2 separate regions of the Podarcis muralis genome follow, and region 2 is linked to region 1. Evidence: chromatin contacts called from public Hi-C data. All regions are on one chromosome and are shown on one strand. The core of a region is the stretch at or near the end of the contact, and the rest is flanking DNA. Distances in the headings are between cores, read along the strand shown. Region 1 holds the start of ACOX3 (acyl-CoA oxidase 3, pristanoyl). Region 2 holds the start of FBXL5 (F-box and leucine rich repeat protein 5).

Region 1 (5,509 bases), core at 2,925-5,424:
TGTTAGCTTCAATCAGAATCTGATCAAGCTCTGTATCAACACAGGGAAATGGTTTAAATAAAAGTAGAGAAACAGTAGTTTAATCATTTCTCACAGTGAGATGATTAGATGACATGATGAGATAATGGTTTATAATTCTGATACCAGTTTTATAAATTTATTTATTTATAAAAATATTTATATACCACTGTATCATAAAAACATATCACAATGGTTTACAACCATATAAAAATATACCGTAAAACCAAAGAATTGTTACAATGTGAGTACATCGCAGCTGCAAACTGGCAGCTTGTTTACATCACATGATGTGGCTAGTCCTGGGAAAGAATCTTCCAGGCAGTTCACGGGATACACAAGGCTTTGTTCCGTGTGTAATATGAGACCTTCCTGTTGCGTTTGTAAAGGAAGTCTGAGTCACTTACTTGGAGAAGTTTGAACTGATCGGACATGTTTTCTGTAGAGTTGTACAGTCAGAAATAAACAAGATGTAAAAGGACTTTCTGACTATTCTTCTTTCCCCTGTGAAACAAGGGTAAACAAGCTCCGGGAGCGGGGAGAGAGGCCAGCCTCTCCCGAGGGGGCTAGTTTTCCAACAAGAATAACAACCCTGAGACCTCCGGGTATAGGGCGGTATATAAATTCAATACTAATAATAATGATACAGTGGTACCTCTAGTTGCGGACACGATCCGTTTCGGGGTGCCATTCGCACCCCAAAAAGTCCGCAACTAGAGTGGCGCTTCTGCGCAAGTGCGGAGTGCAATAGAGCGCTTCTGCACATGGGCGAAGCGCACAGAACGCTGTGTATACACTTCCGGGTTTGCCACGTTCGCAACCCCAAAATCCACAACATGAAGCGAACGCAACTAGAGGTATGACTGTAATAATAAGTGACATAATAATAAGTGAAAAGCAATTTAAAAGCAAAAAGAAATTAAAAACAAATATCAATAGACTATTGTGGAGGGTGTATGTTCAAGCAATGAAGTTTTCACTACAATTACCACGTGAAAAAAGTGTCAAGCCACTATAGCCTCTAAATCAAAAGCGTACATAGAGCAGCTCAGATGCAATCTCCAAAAATATTTATCCAAAATAAAAATGGAATGCTTTGCTAGTAGGCTTGAGTCTTTAAGGAAATCTATAAAAGAGCTTACACCTGCATTGTACATACCTGGGAATTTAGCAAATATTTGGCTCCTAGAGACCAGTCATACATCCCCAGGCAAGTAATCAGCGCTACAACTTTTAATGGTTTCTCAATTATGTCTTCTAGCCGTAGAAAATCATATTCAAAGAGTTTCCTACAGCGGAGGAAGGTTAGTTCACGGTATTTCTCAAGAGGTAATTCTTCTCCAGTGTGACGAGCAAAGAGAGGGTCATTTTCAAGAGCTGAGAATATTCTGTTCTTCATGGAAGAAACACATCAGAATAGTTGAACGTCAGATTTGAATTTATCATTGAATTGAAGTTTTCATATTTTATATATTAACACATTTAGTCATTTCCCTATGCCATAAGAAATGTACAAGGACTATCAGGAAGCACTTTAAAACTTAATAAATGTCAACTACCTGACAAGAAATATTACTAAATAAGTTCACAGCCAAATATTGCCTCACTGATTAAAAGCTCTTTGAATCATTATTATAGATATTGCATTTCATGTACTGCACTAAAAGTAGTAGAAGTTTGGATCTGATAGAGAAGTGCATAATTTCAATTTTATACTAATATAATTGTGTGGTTTTCCTCCAGATCAAAAACACAATACAAAAGAAATCTATCCCCTCCTCAAAAGAAGAAGAGTTTGGATTTGATATCCCGCTTTATCACTACCCGAAGGAGTCTCAAAGCGGCTAACATTCTCCTTTCCCTTCCTCGCTCACAACAAACACTCTGTGAGGTGAGTGGGGCTGAGAGACTTCATGCAGCTGCATGAGGAGGAGCGGAGACGCGAACCCGGTTCCCCAGATTACGAGTCTACCGCTCTTAACCACTACACCACACTGGCTCTCTTCCAATATTTTTGAGAATATTGTTTTTACCCAGTTCTAGATGGAAAACCCTTTAAGCATGAACATCAAAATGTAAAGTAACTTACTGGACGGCCATTTACACTGACAAAAACAAAAACACCTCAAATCCCTGTTTATCAAGGATCATGGCTCTCTTGACCTAAGAAAAGGTCCCTGGCCATGTGAATCCCTTGGCCAGACAGGCCTCACAGGAACCAGAATTTAATGGTACATATTGGATACTTTAAGGGGGGTTATGGCAGATTGTGTTTAATTTGCAACATCGTTTTTAAAGAAATATTATTCTAAGCCTTACTTTAAAACGGAGCAGATCTTCTTCCTCTACGAAGAGTGTCATCTCTTTCCAGTTGAAGGATGCTTTCTTCCGGTAGGCATCCAGCGGTCCACTGGGGAGGTCTGGGAGCACCAAAGTGTTCCAAGAGCTGACCTTTTCCCGATCACTGACAGATGCCATCTTAACATGCAATGTTCTGTAAGCAAACCCAAAAAACATTCAAAACAAATGCCTTTTCAAAAAAGAAGAAATCCTTCAAAAATTACTTGTGCAGAGGATAACAGAGCCAGCGTAGACCATCCTCTCAGTGTACATTAACAGCTCCTGGTGCTGTGGGTTAAACCACAGAGCCTAGGACTTGCCGATCAGCGGTTCGAATCCCCGCGACGGGGTGAGCTCCTGTTGCTCGGTCCCTGCTCCTGCCAACCTAGCAGTTCGAAAGCACGTCAAAGTGCAAGTAGATAAATAGGTACCGCTCCGGTGGGAAGGAAAACAGTGTTTCCATGCACTGCTCTGGTTCGCCAGAAGCGGCTTAGTCCTGCTGGCCACATGACCCGGAAGCTGTACACTGGCTCCCTTGGCCAGTAAAGTGAGATGAGTGCCCCAACCCCAGAGTCGGTCACAACTGGACCTAATGGTCAGGGGTCCCTTTACCTTTAAAAGAGAGGTTGCTGCTGCTAAAAACTTTCCCTTTTCTCTCTGACTGGATACGGGAACTGTCTTTGGCAGTGGCGTAGCGTGGGGGGTGCAGGGGGGGCCGGCCGCACCGGGCGCAACATCTGGGGGTTAGGGTTAGGGTGCGCAAATCCACGGGTTAGGGGGTGCAAATTACTTGCCTTGCCCCAGGTACTGACAACCCACGCTACGCCACTGGTCTTTGGTCAATGCAAATAAACTTCGACCCTGCACAAAGAAAGCTACAAGGGGTGTTTAGATACAAGAAGGAGCAGCTGGTTTATGGGCCTGTTGACACGTCCACTGCCTCTCATGCCATTGCTTTCATAAGCAGCTAATCGCTAGTTATGCAAGGCAGCGCCCCAGTCCAACTTCCACGGACTGCGCAATCGGACAGGTTCGTTGGGCAAGCAGCTCCCACTCCGGGCAAGGGCGCTTCCCCGGCCAAGGCGCGCAGGGCGGCCCTCCAGCCCCCGCGGAGCACCGGCGCAGCAGCCAGCCGGGGCTCCTTTTCCAGCGACGCGTTTGCGCCCCTCCGCCTTCCCCGAGGGGATCTTGCGGCGAGTGGCGCAAGTGAGCGGGAGGCGAGGCGGGGGGGGGGGGGAGGCGCCGTTTTCTGCGCGAAGGGGAAAGAGGATGGGAGGCCCCTGCCGACTCCCCCGGGGCTTGACGCACCCGCACCCACCGTCTCTCCACGGTCGCGGAAAAGGCGAGGTCGCCGCGCTGCGCACCTTCCCCGACGGCGACAGACTTCGCTCCGCGCCCCGCCCCGCACGCGCGCAGGGAAACGCGCCCCACCCTCTCGCAGGACGCGCGCAGAAGCGCCAGCGCCGCCTCCCGCGGAGCCCCGAGGGGCGCGCATCCAAGCCAGCCCCGGAAGGAACGGGCTTCCTGCAGCGCGCCCGGGCTAATCATCGGCCTCTGATGGGTCTCAATTCGTGTTTGAACTTACGAGACGCCGCCTCTCGCCCCAAGATCCCAGGGCGGTTTGCGGCGCGGAGAATCGCGGGACTTCCGCACCTGCGGCTGCCTTTTCTCCCGCGGTGAAAGCTTTGCAGCCGCCGTGAAGTTACATGGAAATCCTGCCTTGCCCCCTGGTTGTTGGGTGGCCACCTGCCGTGGATGCTTTGGTTCAGATTCCTGCCTTGGCCGGGGGTTGGGCTAGATGACCTCTGAAGATCCCTTCCAATGCTATGTTGCTATGACTTCCTCCAAATGGCGCCAAGGGGAAGAGGTTTCTTATCTCTTGCAAGCGACTCCTCCCGGAATATCCCCACGAGCAAGGAAAGCGCGCCGCTCTTGCCCTTTTTCATAGCTCTCTGGGTGAGAAGGAGCGGAAGAGCGGGGCGGGGACAGCTCCTTGGCCGGATGTGACGTCGTCAACCCGCGCCGGCCGCCATGGAGCTGCTGGCGGAGGCCTCCCTGCGGGACTCGGCGCTGCTCCCGGGGGGCTTCTGGGCGGCGGTGGGCGTGTGGCTGGAGAAGCCCCAGGTGGCCAACAAGCGGCTGTGCGGCGCTCGGCAGGACGGGGCTTGGCGGGCCGCTCGGCCCGGGGCAGGCGGGGAGGGGAGCCCCGGCAGGCGGGCGCTGGAGGCCGCGTGCGAGGCCTTCTGCCGCTGCTGCCGCGAGGACTTCGAAGGCCTGGGCCTCGCCGGCCCCGCCGAGGAGGAGCTGGAGGTGGTGCTCCGGACGCTCGTGCCCAAGGCTTGCCCTCCCGCGCCCGCCAGGGAGATGGTCGTCAAAGGTGACTGCGGGGCGGGAGGAGGAGAGGGAGGGATCGGGGCGGCCGCTTCGGCCCTGCCTCGCGCCGGCTGCGGCTTCCCAGAGCGAGCTCGGACCTTGGGCGGGTTGAGGGGCAGTCAGATTTTCCGCCATGGGAGGCTAATAATAATGATAATAATAATTTATTATTTATACCCCGCCCATCTGGGCAGCTTCCAATCGAGTGTTAAAAACAATACAGCATCAGACATTAAAAGCTTCCCTTAACAGGGCCGCCTTCAGTTGTCTTTTAAAAGTAAAATAGTTGTTTATTGACATCTGCTGGGAGGGCGTTCCACAGGGCAGGCGCCACCACCGAGAAGGCCCTCTGCCTAGTTCCCTGTAACCTCACTCCTCTCAGCGAGGGACCTCAGTGTCCGGGCTGGATGATGGGGGCAGAGACGTTCCTTCAGGTATACAGGAGCCACTTTGTGAGGAGCAAGCGGAGAACCCTAAGGGCTTGTCCACAGTTCCACTTGGCCTGTGCCTAGAAAGCACAGGTCTGAGCAGTTTCCCGTTTGGCCCACCACTTCCCCCAGGAAAACTTGCTCTTTGCTGCTGAATTGGGAGCAGTCGTCCATCCGCAGAAAATCCAGTTGACGTTTGCTCTGATTCAGCGGTAAAAAGCGGGTTTCTTGGGGCGGGTGGAAGCAATGTGGCAAGCGGAAGTTTGGGTGAGCCCTAGCTTTGTCCAAAGTGGCCCAAAGCAAAGAGAAAACATTCAGAACATCAAAAATGAAAAGTATTGGATATGTAT
Region 2 (5,408 bases), core at 2,424-4,923, 130 kb before region 1:
CTCAATCATTAGCTTGGGAAAGATACCACATTCAGCTCACTCTCTAAGATGTGCCAGGCTATAATGTGAGGCTATAATGTTAGCACCAATGAAGGCAGAAAATGAAATGTCTTGAAAAAGAAGTTCAAGGAATTCAGTTCCTACACTCAGGAGTATAGCCCAGGATGATGCTCTCTTTTACAGTAAGTTGGCAACCATCCTTCTACACTAGAAATATGTGACTATGGTCTATTCTGAGGTATCAGTGTTCCCAACCAGAGTCAAAGGACAAGCCCCAGAACAACCACAGAGGCAACATCCAGGCAAACCTCATCACCCAGACCAGGAACATCTGGCCAGACAACAAAGACTTCTTCCCGCCTTGGGACCCCCAAAGTAGGGATCAATGCCAACTCTGCCACTAGTATCCAGCACTCTTGTTTCTCAACTGGCACCCACACTGGGTGAGGGAGAAGAAGAAGATAGAGAAATCCTTTCGCAAATTGCAAACAACACAATTAAGGTCAAAGGTTTATTTCAGAGATTATGTAGCATGTTCTGACATAACTGTGTAAGCCCCGCAAAGGCACTAATTAAAGACTAAGAATTTCAGAGGACCTCCTCCTCCTCTCTTCTTTCCACTCCCATATTTCATCAAATGACGCAAAGGAAAACAAAGGAAAATATCAACCCACATTGATAGTGACCTTAGTACTGGCAGCAACAAACGTCATAACTTAAGAGGATAGTGCAGGGGCAAGGTGGTGATTTAAAACACCGGGGGGGGGGGGGAGGCAAATTTAAACCACTAATTTAGATCAAGTTTCCCACAGACACTTTTCATATAATACCAAAATAACAGTGTAAATATGACCAGTACACCATGTTAACTTCTAACTACAGTATCATAATATTTAGACAGTGAAGCCTGTCTACAAACAAAAACAAAATGAAATATCCATGGCTGAAGAAAATGATTCTACTAGAAGCTTCTGGATCAGGAAGTTCTACCTCAAACGCAGAGGCTGAGTCACAGTCCCTTCAGAGAAAATGTCTGTACTTAGCCTGAGAAAAGCTGATCTACGGAACTTCTTGCCACAAGGAAATGTGACCAAAAAAAAGCAAATTCAAAAGTTGGATTAAATATCAGTGGGAAATGATGTCCATAACTGCATGTTGATTTTGTTAAACCTCGCTTCCATCTGCCACCATTTGCCCTGCACCACCATCTTGTTGGGCCTCAATATTTTTCAGTCAAGTGGGCTCTGGGGGTTGAGAGCTGTACTATAGCAACACACACTACATGTGATCATATTCAGTAAATTTTGTGTATTTGACATGCATATGGCCAAGTAAAATGGCCCCTCACCTGAAAAAAATAAATTAAACTGCAAATAAAGTTTACCCTGAGCTGCTCTTTTCTACAAAGGCTTTCCTGAAGTAGAGCAGGGGCAGGGTGTGGGGAGGTAGATCAGGATATACCTGTACATGTGGGAGTGACCTGAAATAGATCAAGTCTTTCTTACTCCCAGATAATTAACAATGGCAACAATTATGCTACTGACATGAAGAAGGGTGGAGAAGAGGCATACACAGAAATGGATATTTGTGTATTGGAAGGTGTGTGAGTTCAATTCAGTTCTGGTTCAAAAAAACCGCTCACGAACTGAGATTTAATTCTAAGTACCTGTATTTTGTACCTCTCTCCACTTACTAGGCCTCAGGAATCTAGTGAAAAAGTAAGTCTTGCAAGCCTGGAATGTGCCCTGCCCTACAGTTTGATAGTACCCACCTGAAACCTACAGTTTATATTGTTTTAAGTTATTCTTTACTGGCAACTTGAAATAAAGGCACAATAATCAATAATCAAAATCTGCATTGCTATGTGGAAAAAACTGCTAACAAGAATTGTATAGTCATACCTCGGGTTGATTGCGCTTCGGGTTGAGCGCGTTCGAGTTGCGCTCCATGGCAACCTGGAAGTAACGGAACGCGTTACTTCCGGGTTTGGCCACTTGCGCATGCACAGACGGTCAAAATGACGCCACGCGCATGCGCAAAAGTGGCGAAAAACGACGCGTGCATGCGCAGATGTGCCGTCGCTAGTTACGTTTGCTTCTAGATGCGAACGGGGCTCTGGAACGGATCCCGTTCATATCCAGAGGTACCACTGTAGTTGCAAATTACTTTTGAGGGAAGAGGGGTGTGCAGCTGCCAGGTAAATCAGTTATGCTCCCCATTCACAGTGTGGACTGCCTATTTTACAGAGTGTGCTAGACCACCTTGCTTCAACCTTGAGCTTTTAAAGCTTGTTGGGATTACAACTCCCATAACCCCTAATCATTGGCTAAACTGACTGGGTCAAGCCAAACATGCCATCAGGAAGCTGTAATAACCAAAATACATTGAGCAATACATTATCTCCGGCCCCTGCGATCTCTGCATTTCCTTCCTCTCCCTTACTTGTTAAGCTGCCAACTTAAAAAGCAAAGACACCTGCTTCAAGGAACATGCACTCTAAAATGATACAGGGAGATAAAATCTGCCTTTAAGTTGCGCCTGCTGACACACCAACTCTGCATTGCAAATGTGACATGAAGGCTGGCAACATTAACCTCATCATGTGGGAATCCTTGTTCATCCACAGCAGTGACCGGAGGAGGGAGGACTGCTGGGGGAAGCGCAGAGAAAAGAAATGCCAATGTCTCTACAGTCACAGCAGGCACTGTAACTCTTCTAGAGTTTGACCTCAACCCTGGAGGCGCACAGAGGGGCGCCAACCACCTATGTTTTTTGACATTTGGATTTCTGAACGAGCTTTTCTTTGTCCATATTTGACACGCATGGTTCATGTCATCGAAAGTCCAATAACGTCTTCTGCAGAGTTTCCGCCTTCATGTAGCAGCCTAGCTGGGAATCGCAGTGGCGGAGGGGGGTGGAGAAGGGAAAGTCGGCGCCTAAGGCACTTAGGCCGCGCTTCATTGGGGGGGGGGGCTGCCTTTGGAAAAGATTCTTAAGCCAGGGACACGCGTGCGTGCGTGCACACGTGTGGCAAGAAGGCCTCATCCGAGATACCACCAGCAGCAGCGGAGAAGCTGCGTCACGTCTCCGCTAAGACGGGGAAGGAAGCGCAGCCGGCGACAGAGCCCTGCGAGGGAAAGGGGATCGCAACCAAGCGCAAAAAAAAAACGGGGAAGAAAGAGGGGGAACCTGCAAGCGGAGGAAGGTGGCGCTGGGGGGGGGGGGGACGACGGTGGCCGAGAGGAGTCACGGCGCGCGCCAGGCGGTGGCAGCTGCGCAGGCGCCCCTCCCTCCTCCGGCTCCCCCGAGGGTGCGCGCGCATCCCCTCTCACGCAGCAAACGGACGCCGGCCGCGCGAGGCCTGAGGGGGCCGAGGGGCGTGTCCCGGCGCCTCACGTAACGAGGGGCGCGCGACCACCTCGCGCCCCCCCTTCACGGCTATGGCCGGCGCGTCTCCCCCCTCAGAAAGCTCCCCCCTCCTACCTTGTCACAATAAAGCCCGACGAGCTGCTTCATCCGCCAGTGCGGGGCCGTGAAAACATCCACCTCCTCAGGGAAGGGAGCCATCTTCTCTCCCCCATATATATAGAGAGAGACAGAGAGAGACCAGGCGCTCTCGCTCGGCAGCCGCGGCCAGAGACGCTGCCCCTTCTGCGCCTGCGCCTCGCTTCCACCCGCCGAGTCACGTGCGCGAAGGACAAACCCGAGAGCTGCGGAGGGTAGAGGAGACGCGCGGACTGGATAGGCCGCTTCCGGGTGTGTCATGGAGGAGCCTCCCCCCCGCTCCCCTTGTTTGTTTCAATGTCTCCCAGGGCAGAACTCGGAAGAAATCAAACCAGGGATCTACATCCACACCCCAGTGAACAGAGAAGTTCCAGCTCTTCCGAGATCAGTTTTCATTTTGTGGTCAAACATTTAAGTTTGGGGTTTCTTTTTTAAAATATATCATTTTTATTAAATTTTCTGTTTTACAATTTAGAATATTCATTTAAACATCCTTAAGATATCATGGTTCATTTTGCATATCATAAATCCCTGCATATTTTATATAAACTATACCATTCATTATTACCTCCATCAAAACTTATTTGCACTGTTGAATTTATCTTAATGCTGCCAACATTTCCAGGTGTAAATAATTCCCCCCATATAGTCCAACATTTTCCAATCTTCTTTAAACGCACTTTCTTCCTGTTCCCTTATTCTATGTGTTAAGTCGGCAAGCTGCGCATATTCCATCAGCTTAGGTTGCCATCCTTCTCTCCTTGGGACCTCGCTCATTTTCCACTTGGGGGCTTAAGTTTTTCGTGTAGCTATTGTTTTATTTTTATCTATTAAATTTACATACCACCCCTTCATGGGAAGATCACAAAGCGGTTTACGATATAAAAACACGGAATACATGTTACAGAAATTACAGGGGGGGCACATCTTTAAAGTTAAATATTACAAATATTATGCCTGAATATATCCTTCCAACTTGATAGCTCAGGGAAGTCACCTAACTTTAAAAATAATATAAAATCATCTCCTTTCCCAGTTCCCCCCATTCCAAAGTTATTTTCCCCCAGGCAAAAGGACTCCAGGAAGTTCCCAGAGGTGAAAATTGCTGGGCTCATTGTTAGCCAAAGGAAGCCCAATCTCATCACCTGACTCGCCTCAGGCTCCAGACATGCAAAGGAACTTCTATTGTACTTTTGGGTGGTGGGTACTTAAGACCTATTTGTCTATGCTAATCTTATACCTGAGCCTTGCCCTCCCATGTCTGCTTATGCCAATCTTGTACCAAGGACTTATCTGGACATGTTTGCCAAGGTTAACCCCTCCCCTTCGAACTGTATTCTGGGATGTGGCAGGAAAGTTTTAAAAGTCTTTGTCACCCCATCCTCGGGGTTCAAAATTTGCTCTTTGAACCTATTGCGCAATAAACTTTGGTCTACAGCTATTTGCTCCGGTTGGCTGGACTCCTTCCTTTATTCCGCAGGGACCCGCGGGCTCTGCCTGACCACCTGGGGGACTGAGCAGCCTCACACCTAGATTTTTCCTTAACAATACATAACATAGCAACAAAGTTATCCTCATATTCCAGATTGGAGATCTGAGACTTGGAGAGAGAAAAATGGATCACAACATAGTACTGCAAAGTACTCTAGAAGGTGGGAGGTCAGAGCAAGGCTGAAATAATAGTGTCTGCAGGGGGTGGCAAGCCTATTGCACCCCCACCTCCAGCATCTCCAGTGGTCACTCAGAAGTAGGAAGGAGAGGGGCAATCCAGCAACAGCTGGTGGGTCACAGGTTCCCCCAACCCCGCTCTTCAGAACCCCACCAAATGTGGAGAGACACTCCACTGCTCTGTGGTCTTATATGGGGAGAACCAGCTTTTATCCAAACTACTGATTCCTCCAACC

What was found. Hi-C and Micro-C count contacts between places; a contact is called where the count stands out from the background.
Region 2: a Hi-C map of tail shows a contact between it and region 1, with 2.5 times the contacts expected there. The contact joins the promoter of FBXL5 here to the promoter of ACOX3 in region 1. A contact is called at or near these places in 2 of 3 Hi-C or Micro-C datasets (blood and tail).

What each region holds. Positions count from the first base shown.
Region 1 is chr9:78,524,820-78,530,328 of rPodMur119.hap1.1, reverse strand. It overlaps ACOX3 (acyl-CoA oxidase 3, pristanoyl), which reads right to left and starts at 4,174. Exons shown (of 18, transcript XM_028742998.2): 1 at 4,012-4,174; 2 at 2,338-2,512; 3 at 1,178-1,411. The coding sequence starts at 2,496. It overlaps TRMT44 (tRNA methyltransferase 44 homolog), which reads left to right and starts at 4,198. Exons shown (of 11, transcript XM_077934519.1): 1 at 4,198-4,314.
Region 2 is chr9:78,653,431-78,658,838 of rPodMur119.hap1.1, reverse strand. It overlaps FBXL5 (F-box and leucine rich repeat protein 5), which reads right to left and starts at 3,673. Exons shown (of 11, transcript XM_028743241.2): 1 at 3,484-3,673. The coding sequence starts at 3,567.